Linked DNA regions of Oryctolagus cuniculus: region 1 is linked to region 2. The links are chromatin contacts, called in public Hi-C maps. All regions are on one chromosome and are shown on one strand. The core of a region is the stretch at or near the end of the contact, and the rest is flanking DNA. Distances in the headings are between cores, read along the strand shown. Region 1 overlaps DNAH3 (dynein axonemal heavy chain 3). Region 2 overlaps DNAH3 (dynein axonemal heavy chain 3).

Region 1 (4,479 bases), core at 1,319-3,818, 130 kb before region 2:
TTAATGAGTCAGTATAGATTTAGTGTGGTAAATCTATGGTACTTAGTAAATCCACAGTGAACAATGTAAGATTCTGCAATGGATATAATCTTTAATATCACCGTCATTCTTATTATTCAGATTCACCTACCTCCAATGGGCCTCACCTCCCTTCGAGGCCGGGGACTTCGAAGCCAAGAGAAACTGAGGAAACTCTCCAAACCAGTGTATCTCAAGTCTTATGATGAAGTTTCCTAATCCAGAAGGAAGTTTATTTCTGAGAATGATGAGCCAACATGATCTTGAATGTAAACCAGATGTCAAAACCCATCTCCTTAACCAGGGGCAAAAATCCAAGTGTCTTCTTAAGATGTGTAAAACTTTGTGCTTATTATACATCCATAGAGTTTGTCAGAGTCTTGCTGCCTGAGTGGATGACATTAACCTGGAGGTCAGGGGCCTTAAGCGCCCTGAAAACACTGTTGGAGATAAGACTAAGTCCTGTGGGAGGAAGGATGAGAGTGATGGAGCTTCTCACGGGAATGCTGTTCACCGACAGACCAGCTGATGCAAACTGCTGAAAGTCCTCATGACTGCTATAAAACTGCATGCCACCCTCGGAATGTTTTTAAACTTTTTTTTTTTCCAAGTTAAAGATTTGCGTAAAAGTAGGGTTTTCTGAGTGTGCTCTTTGATTCCCCTTAAAAGGGGCATCACTGAATTGACTGTAGTTTCTCAAAGAATTTTTATATGAACCATTCCTCCCCCATACACATAAAGAAAAGTACATGTCATAGTTAAATTGCATATGGTTATCTTAAAGATGCACTTAAGATCTGTAAAGCTCACTTGAAACTCATACTGCATTCATTCTGAATGTTTTACCTTAACATAATTAAAAATACAAGGCCCCAGTTGGCTTTCAGATTATGTCTAAACACAAGTGAGACAGATAGATCAAAACACAAAGAATTTACAGCCCTGCATGTATGGAGTCAGAGTCCCTTGTCGAGTCATTTGTGCATCAGTGTCATTTCCTCTTACCTCCAAAGAGGATGGGCATCACCAATAAAGACAAATCTCTATTAATTTTGCTCTTTGTCTTCTTTTCCAAAATGGGCTTGGGACTCTCAGAAGCAGCACTTGTATCCTACTTGTATAAACGGGAGCATGCTTTTTTTAATGCCAGGGCAAATATTACCGGGTTTGGGCAATGACAAGGAGAATAAATATACTGTTGTCAGCGGAGCAACAGCATATGCAGTTAACACAAATGGAGCTGTAGGCCTTTGGTGAAGAGACAGAGATGTAAATGTAAATATGAGCACATATCCCAGCCTTGTTTGAACTGGAAGGCATGAATCTGCTTCTTCAGCTACTCCACTTCCAGCCCATCTTTTAATGGAAGCATTTTTCTGCCTACAGATGATTCTAATATTTAAAGTTAAGTATTTCCCATGTAATATAGGTTCTGTGAACGCAAACCAATGACTTTATCTGGTGGTCGGGAGTGAAACAGTGATCTGTTCCTGCACAGGAGGAAAAACTGGTTGTGCTGGACAGGGTGAGATATGGCTTGCCCATCTCCACAATGGTGCCTTTCTAAGTAACTCAAGATAGCATTTTAAATTTATTTGAAAGGCAGAGAGACAGTTATCTCCATCTACTGGTGCACTTCCCAAATGCCAAAAAAGGGCTGGGGGTAGGCCAGGCTGAAGCCAGGAGCTAGGAATTCTATCTGGATCTCCCATGTGAGTGCAGGGACCTAACTACTTGAGCCATCACCTGTTGCATCCCAGGGTGCAAAATATCAAGAAGCTGGATCAGAAATGGAGCTGGGACTGGAACCCAGGCATTCTGACATGGGATGCAGGTGGCTCAAGACACATCTCAACAGCTGCACCAAACGCTCCTCCCTCAAGGTGCAATGTTTGCTTCACTCTACTAAGAGGAGTAGTCACCCTTCTTACCCAAACTCCTCCATGGTGGAGGTCCATCTAATTGCTAGCCAGCCTTTCAATATCTTCTATATGTCAGTGATCCTACCTAAATATGAGTTTTATATACTCCCTTTGCAAAGATGTATATACTCTCACACAAAAATACAGTTAATTTACTACCAAACCTTTCATATAACCTGGTTTTTAAAAGTTTTTTTTTTTTATTTATATATATTTGCACAGCAGAACAATAAAAAGCCCACAATATGTAGAGCCGGGCCAGGGTGAAGCCAGAATCCCAGAATGCCATCCCTGTCCCACATGGGGGGCAGAGACCCAAGCACGGGAGCTGTCATTTGCTGCCTCCCAGGATACACATCACCAGGAAGCTGGACTGAAAGCCAGAGTGGGGACTCAGGATGCAGCATTCCAGCCAGCATCTTAAAAACTATTGTGCCACCACTCCCACTCTGTGTTTTCCTCCAAACTATAAAATCCCCATCTTCTGTCTTTAAAAGGTAGAACCTGCCTTCCCTACAGTCCCTCTGTCAATGCAATTTTCTTCCAGTGCTGACAAGGACTGAGCACAACTGTTTACCCAACAGCTAGATTTGTAAAGAGCAAGGAATAGCTTGGTGACAAGGTTTGTCTGATGTCATCTGCTGAGCTATTTATAGGCAAAGCCTGCAGTGTCTCACCAAGCTGATTTCTGGCCATCTCTGCCCCAGGACTCCAGCCTCTAACTCCCCATGATTTCTGAAGAGCATATTGCTTTTTCCCAGGAGGAGACATTACCACATTGGCCCCAGCAGAAAATGACCTTAAATGTAGGGCAATCTCTTCAAAGCAGAGGGAATTTTTTAAATTACAAAAATTCAATCCATCATACGAAAACATTCTGTCCCTTGACCCCTGAGGAAGAATACAGACACTCCCTGCCTCACTCAGCTTTTTGTTGCTGGAGCTGGGGTTAGAGAACTGTAATTAAAATTCGGTTGTTCTCTTAGCAACCCCCTCACTGCCAGCTCTTTTATAGCTTGCAATATGACTTACCTACCAGTCCAAAATTCAGAGATATGGGGTCCCAACCATCTTTCCATCTCATGTGACTAATAGTCTTACTTGGAACAGTGTGCCAGTCCCAGTTATCTGTTCGTTTTGATTTCTTTAACCCCATCGGAAAATGTTGTTTATTTCTAGAAGGAAAAAAATAGGGGCCAGCTTTGTGGCACAGAGGGTAATGCAATATCAACATCTCTTATGGGTGTCGGTTCAATCCCAGCTGTTCCACTTCTGATCCAGCTCCCTGCTAATGCACCTGAGAAAGCAGCAGAAGATGGCCCAAGTGCTTGGGTCCCTGCATCCATGTGGGAAAACCTGAAGAAGCTCCTGGCTCCTGCCTTTAGACTGGCATAGGCTGTCATTGCTGCCATTTGGGGGAATGAAATAGTGGATGGAAGAGCTCTCTCTCTCTCTCTCTGTCCTCTTTCTGTAAAATAACTAATTAACTAAATATTTTAAAAATTATTTAAAAAAAAATAACTATTAAGCTACCTACTTCGAGCTGAAGGAGACTGGCTCCTCCTTACTGTATTTTCATGGCCCCAGCAAGACTAGAAGAACTTCTTCCGCTTTATCTCTAGGATCACTTGGATGGTTTGCTAATCTCAGAATTCAGAGCCTTCAGTCAGAAGGCACCACGAGGAAACTGAAAGTAAAGGTCTCTGAATATGTTTATTTGGTTCACAGAAGCTTCCCACATTTAGGAAAAAAATTAGAGACCCTCAGTCGAGACATTTCTCCTTGAAGAAATTTCTTCAAGGCAGAAAAGCTGGGGCAGGCACACTGACTCTCAGATAGCCTCATGGCTGTTCAGCTGTGAGGGGACCAATGGCATGCCCTGAAAGAAGCCACCTGGAGCGAGACAGACAGCAGAGAAGTAACTCATCGAGCGGTTGATTTTTATCTCCCTCAGGATTCTCTTCCAGCTGGCCCCAGGGACTGAAAAGTTCTTGGACTCGGTTGCGTAGTTGGAGCTACATATCTCTTCTAAGATTCTGCATCACAACATAGCCAAGGCTTTGGCAGGAAGGCAGCATGTGGCAGCGAAAAATGCACGAGTTCAAGAGCCAGACAGATCTCAGTTCAAAACCTGGCTCTGGAATCAGACGGAGGTAGGGGATCTTAAGCAAGTTGCTTAGTTGCTTTGAGCCTCCAGAGGGCGAGACAGCCATTCCCAACACAGGATGAACTGAGCTATCTAAAGGCATGCTGACACAAATGCTAACACAGTATGCATACAACAAATATGCCTCTCTTACCTCTCCTTTCTTCCTGAAATGACAGCCCATCTGTGTGGGTTAACAGAAAAGCAACTGGGTCCCACCCAGTGCCACCACTGATTAGTTGTAAAATGGTACTTAATTTTTCAAATCTCCATTTTTGCATTTTGGAGATCATGATAATACCTACTGCATAAGCATGTTGTGAGAAGTACTTCCACAGTGTATCACAAATCAGCATGGCCTAAGCTTTTTGCCATTAGTCCATGTAGCTAGAC
Region 2 (4,094 bases), core at 1,160-3,659:
AACACCTGAAAGTAAAAACAGCCTAGTCATGTGTGGACTTCCCATTTTGTGCTCTTTTGAAACAGCAGCATTGCTCTCTGATTTTCAAGCCTGAGAAGGTTTTGATCCTCTGGTACCTACAGATCTCTCACTCTCCTTTTCTCTCTCTCTGCCTCTCTCTCTCTCTGTATTTCAATTTAAAAATAAATAAAGAGTAAAAAATCAGTTAAACTGCATGTAAACTCACCTCCCAGAGATGGGGCTGCTGTGAGCCTATTGGTGATTAAGCATTTCCAGATGTTTCTGTGTGCAGGTTTATATATAGTTTATTCATCAGCCATTAGATATTTATTACTGAGTGCTTAATACATTCAAGAACTGCCCTAGGCATTGGGACTATAGTTGTGAAGTATGTTATCAAGCTCTCTACCCTTGTGGTGCTTGTACACAATAAACTTGGAGGGAGGGATGGAGGGATGGAAGGATGGAAGGATGGATGGATGGGTAAGTCTACAGAGGAGATAAAGATGAAATGATATGCTTATGATGGCAATAAATGTTCTGAAGAAAATAAAACAGGGTAGACTGACCGGCAGATGGAAGTGGAAGGCTACTTTAGCTACAGTGATCAGGAGAGATGTTTCCAGAGATTTATCCATTCAGCTATATTATTAGTGGGTCTCAAATTTACCTTTCCCTCTTCCTAATAAGGTCAAATAATATAGTGTTGGCCGGAGCCGTGGCTCACTAGGCTAATCCTCCGCCTTGCGGCGCTAGCACACTGGGTTCTAGTCCCGGTTGCCCCTCTTCCAGGCCAGCTCTCTGCTGTGGCCAAGGGAGTGCAGTGGAGGATGGCCCAAGTGCTTGGACCCTGCACCCCATGGGAGACCAGGAGGAGCACCTAGCTCCTGCCTTCGGATCAGCGTGGTGTGCCGGCTGCGGCAGCCATTGGAGGGTGAACCAACGGCAAAGGAAGACCTTTCTCTCTGTTTTTCTCTCTCACTGTCCACTCTGCCTGTCAAAAAATAAAAAGAAATAATATAGTGTTAAATTGATGGGTTCTGGAGCTAGACAGACTAGATACAATCCCCACTTTGCCATTTAGTAGCTATGTGGCCTTGGGTAAGTCACTTGAGGATAGTAAAAGTATCTACTTAAAGTCAAGGTTAACATCAAAAATGTTCAGAACTTAGTCTGGTACATAATAATGACTACACAGTGTTTTTTTTACATTCACTAGAAAGTACACACACACACACACACACACACATGTAAAATTTGTCTCCTTAATTCCTTGTTGTGTCTTCAGCACTCAATAGAGTTTTGAGCATCTTCACCACTCAACAGAGTTTTGGGCACACAGAAAACAATCAATATTCACTGAGTGAATAGTGGAATTTGTTATGAGAATAGCTTCAGTGACATTCCACAAATTTGGCTCTTATCTGAGTCAATTCTGTAATGGAACTTTAATTTTTTTTCTGAGAAGTAATTTAAGAAAGTTAATTTTGCAAGTGATTTGATTTGGGTTTCATTTCTCATTATACTGTGTGTCAGGCAGCCTCGATTTGATCCCTAACAACACCACCTCTTGATATTCATACCCATAGTAGTTGGCTCCCCTTGAGTTTGAGCTAGGTCCAGTAACTCACTTCTAGCCCATATAATGAATAGAAGGGATGGGATGCCACTTTTAAGATTAGGCTACAAATAGATTGACTTATATCTTGTTTGCTCACTCTTTTTCTCAGGCTCTCTCTTGCTCTGGGGGAAACCAGCTGCCATGCTGTGAGCTATTCTGTAGAGAGACTACATGGCAAGGGAGAGAGGGCAGCTTCTGGCCAAGAGCTTATGAGGAACTGAACTCCACTAATAATCACATGAGTGAGACCAGAATCAGATGCTCACCCAGAATGCTCACCCATTCTGACCCCAACTTTAAGGGAGACCATGAATCAGAGGCATACAGCAAAGCTGCACCTAGGCTTTCAGCCCACAGAAATTGCACAACAGTACATTTCTGTTTTGTTTTTGGCTGCTATGTGTTTTGGGATGGTTTCTTATCCTGCAACAGATAACTAATACACACTATTATATAATTTCTGCTTCTTAGCATTTTTAAAAAGATTTATTGTATTTACTGAAAGGAGTCACAGAGAGAGGAAGAGGAAGAGGGTGGAGAGAAAGAGAGAGAGTGAGAAAGAGAGAGAATGAAAATGAAATGAATCTTCCATCCTCTGGTTCTGTGTAGCCAGGAGCCAGCAACCCCATCTGTTTCCCAAGTATTTGGGCCATCTTCCACTGCTTTTCTAGGCTCATTAGCAGGGAAGGGAATTGGAAGTAGAGCAGCCAGGACTTGAACCAGTGCTCATACAGGATGCTGGTGTCGTAGCTTGTGGCTTAATTTGCTTGCCACAACACAAGTCCCTTAGAATATTTTTTGAGTCCTAAAATATGGCCAAGTTTTGCAAACATTCTATGGAAATTTAAGAACAGTCATTTTCCATTGTAGGTTAGAAGGCTTTTCTGTTGTACTTTGATGGCAGAGAGCAGCTCACATCCTAACGCTAACTATCATGTATGTTCCCTGGAGCTTTCAGGATGATGGAACCCATTATTGAGCTGGATAAAATGAGGGGATGAAGGGACAAAGCCAATTATTCTTTTGTTACCTATTCAATTAGAGGCTGCAGGTTGCCTTTTCACATCGCTAAAATTCTTTTAGAGACTCTACATACTGTACTCACATACAGAAATCTCTGATAAAAGCAGTTTTGAATTCTTCCCAGAGGGCAATGGTATATAAGCTCAGTATACCTTACAATATTACTGTTATTATTGTTCTTAATTTCTTGTAATTGCTTAGCACATTAGAGTCTGCAAAGTCCTTTCATGTCATAAATATTATATATAATAGTGTGCAGTTGGGAAATGAGGTTGAATAAATGAGTTGTACTTGAGGAACCACCTGGAGTCTAAGAGAGGAGTTTAAAGACAGTGGGTTGGTCAAAATTCTGGTAGGAAGCAGATTTCACTCTAATGTTCAAAGAGAGTTCAATGAAATGACTACTTACAGAAATGGATTAAGGGCTAAAGGAACAAACAGTAGATAGTAAGACACCCAGAAATTAGACTCATAAGAGAAGCCCTAAAAGAGCTAGGGCTGAGGTGACAAGGAGAACTGCACTGAATGTACTGGACATCATCATCCAGAGGGCTGCCCCTAGGGCCGTGCAGGGAGAGAAAAGAGAAAAAGCCCCCCAGTTACTCTCCAATCTCCTGCAGGAATCTCCAATGGCAGAGATCTGCCTGGATCTGACAGATAAGGGAATTGGAGGCTCACAGACAGAGTGGGAGGAGGGGGGATTGGGGTGGGGTGGGAGCAGCAAATGGAGAATAATTGGTACTGAAGCCAAAAATTAATGTGGGTTGGGAAAATAAGGCCAAGTTTCTTGGAGAGGAAGCAGGATTGTTTTTCACAGAAGATGGATGAATGCGTGACTATTGCTCAACCCCCCTCATAAACTGTTCTCAGGATTAATGCATAATAATGAACACAAGACTTAAGTGTTCAACAGAGGGAGGACTCAGCCCAGGGATGCCTCACTGAGCCTTCTCTAGCGCCGCTCCTCTGCTGACCTCTGCTGTCAAGAGCTCAGGATATCAGTTGATGGGATCCTGCATAGAGTCACCCAACAGAGGGAAGAAACCAGCACTGTTCTCTCATCACAAGCGACAACTGTTTCCACTTCTCCCAGGGCTGATCTTTACTCTCTTCAACAGCACCTGTTGTTACCCATGAGTCTTAACAGTAATATTCTACAAGTATGCTTGTAAAGCAGTGGTTTGCAAGTTGGGGAGCATTTTTCTCATTGTGGAACAAAGAAGGAAGCTTAATGTTCTGGAATGTCAAGTATCATGTAAGTCCAATCTCAGCCTGTCCCATTTCATCCTTCAGAACAGTAAGGACAGTGCTAATGTTATCCCTTTTTCCCAATGAGGAACAAGAAGGTTCAAAATGATGAAGAAACCTGGTCCTGTTCATTCATCAAGCTAACAAAGAATGATTTTCTTTCCTGATTAAGCATGAAAATGAGTTCCATGGGACAGGTTGT

The links. Hi-C and Micro-C count contacts between places; a contact is called where the count stands out from the background.
Region 1: a Hi-C map of an unstated tissue shows a contact between it and region 2, with 3 times the contacts expected there. The contact joins two enhancer-like sites. A contact is called at or near these places in 3 of 6 Hi-C or Micro-C datasets (psoas muscle, skin fibroblasts and an unstated tissue).

The regions. Positions count from the first base shown.
Region 1 is chr19:18,245,565-18,250,043 of mOryCun1.1, reverse strand. DNAH3 (dynein axonemal heavy chain 3) reads right to left here. Exons shown (of 62, transcript XM_051847854.2): 62 at 601-4,479. LYRM1 (LYR motif containing 1) reads left to right here. Exons shown (of 4, transcript XM_051847895.2): 4 at 121-1,068. The coding sequence ends at 237. Among named protein-coding and RNA genes, the nearest start is that of LYRM1, 30 kb to the left of the region's middle. Within about 2 kb of position 2,568, at least 1 of the 8 cell types and tissues checked has an H3K27ac peak or open chromatin away from gene starts, as enhancers often do.
Region 2 is chr19:18,111,541-18,115,634 of mOryCun1.1, reverse strand. DNAH3 (dynein axonemal heavy chain 3) reads right to left here. Exons shown (of 62, transcript XM_051847854.2): 17 at 1-5. Among named protein-coding and RNA genes, the nearest start is that of LDAF1, 55 kb to the right of the region's middle. Within about 2 kb of position 2,409, at least 1 of the 8 cell types and tissues checked has an H3K27ac peak or open chromatin away from gene starts, as enhancers often do.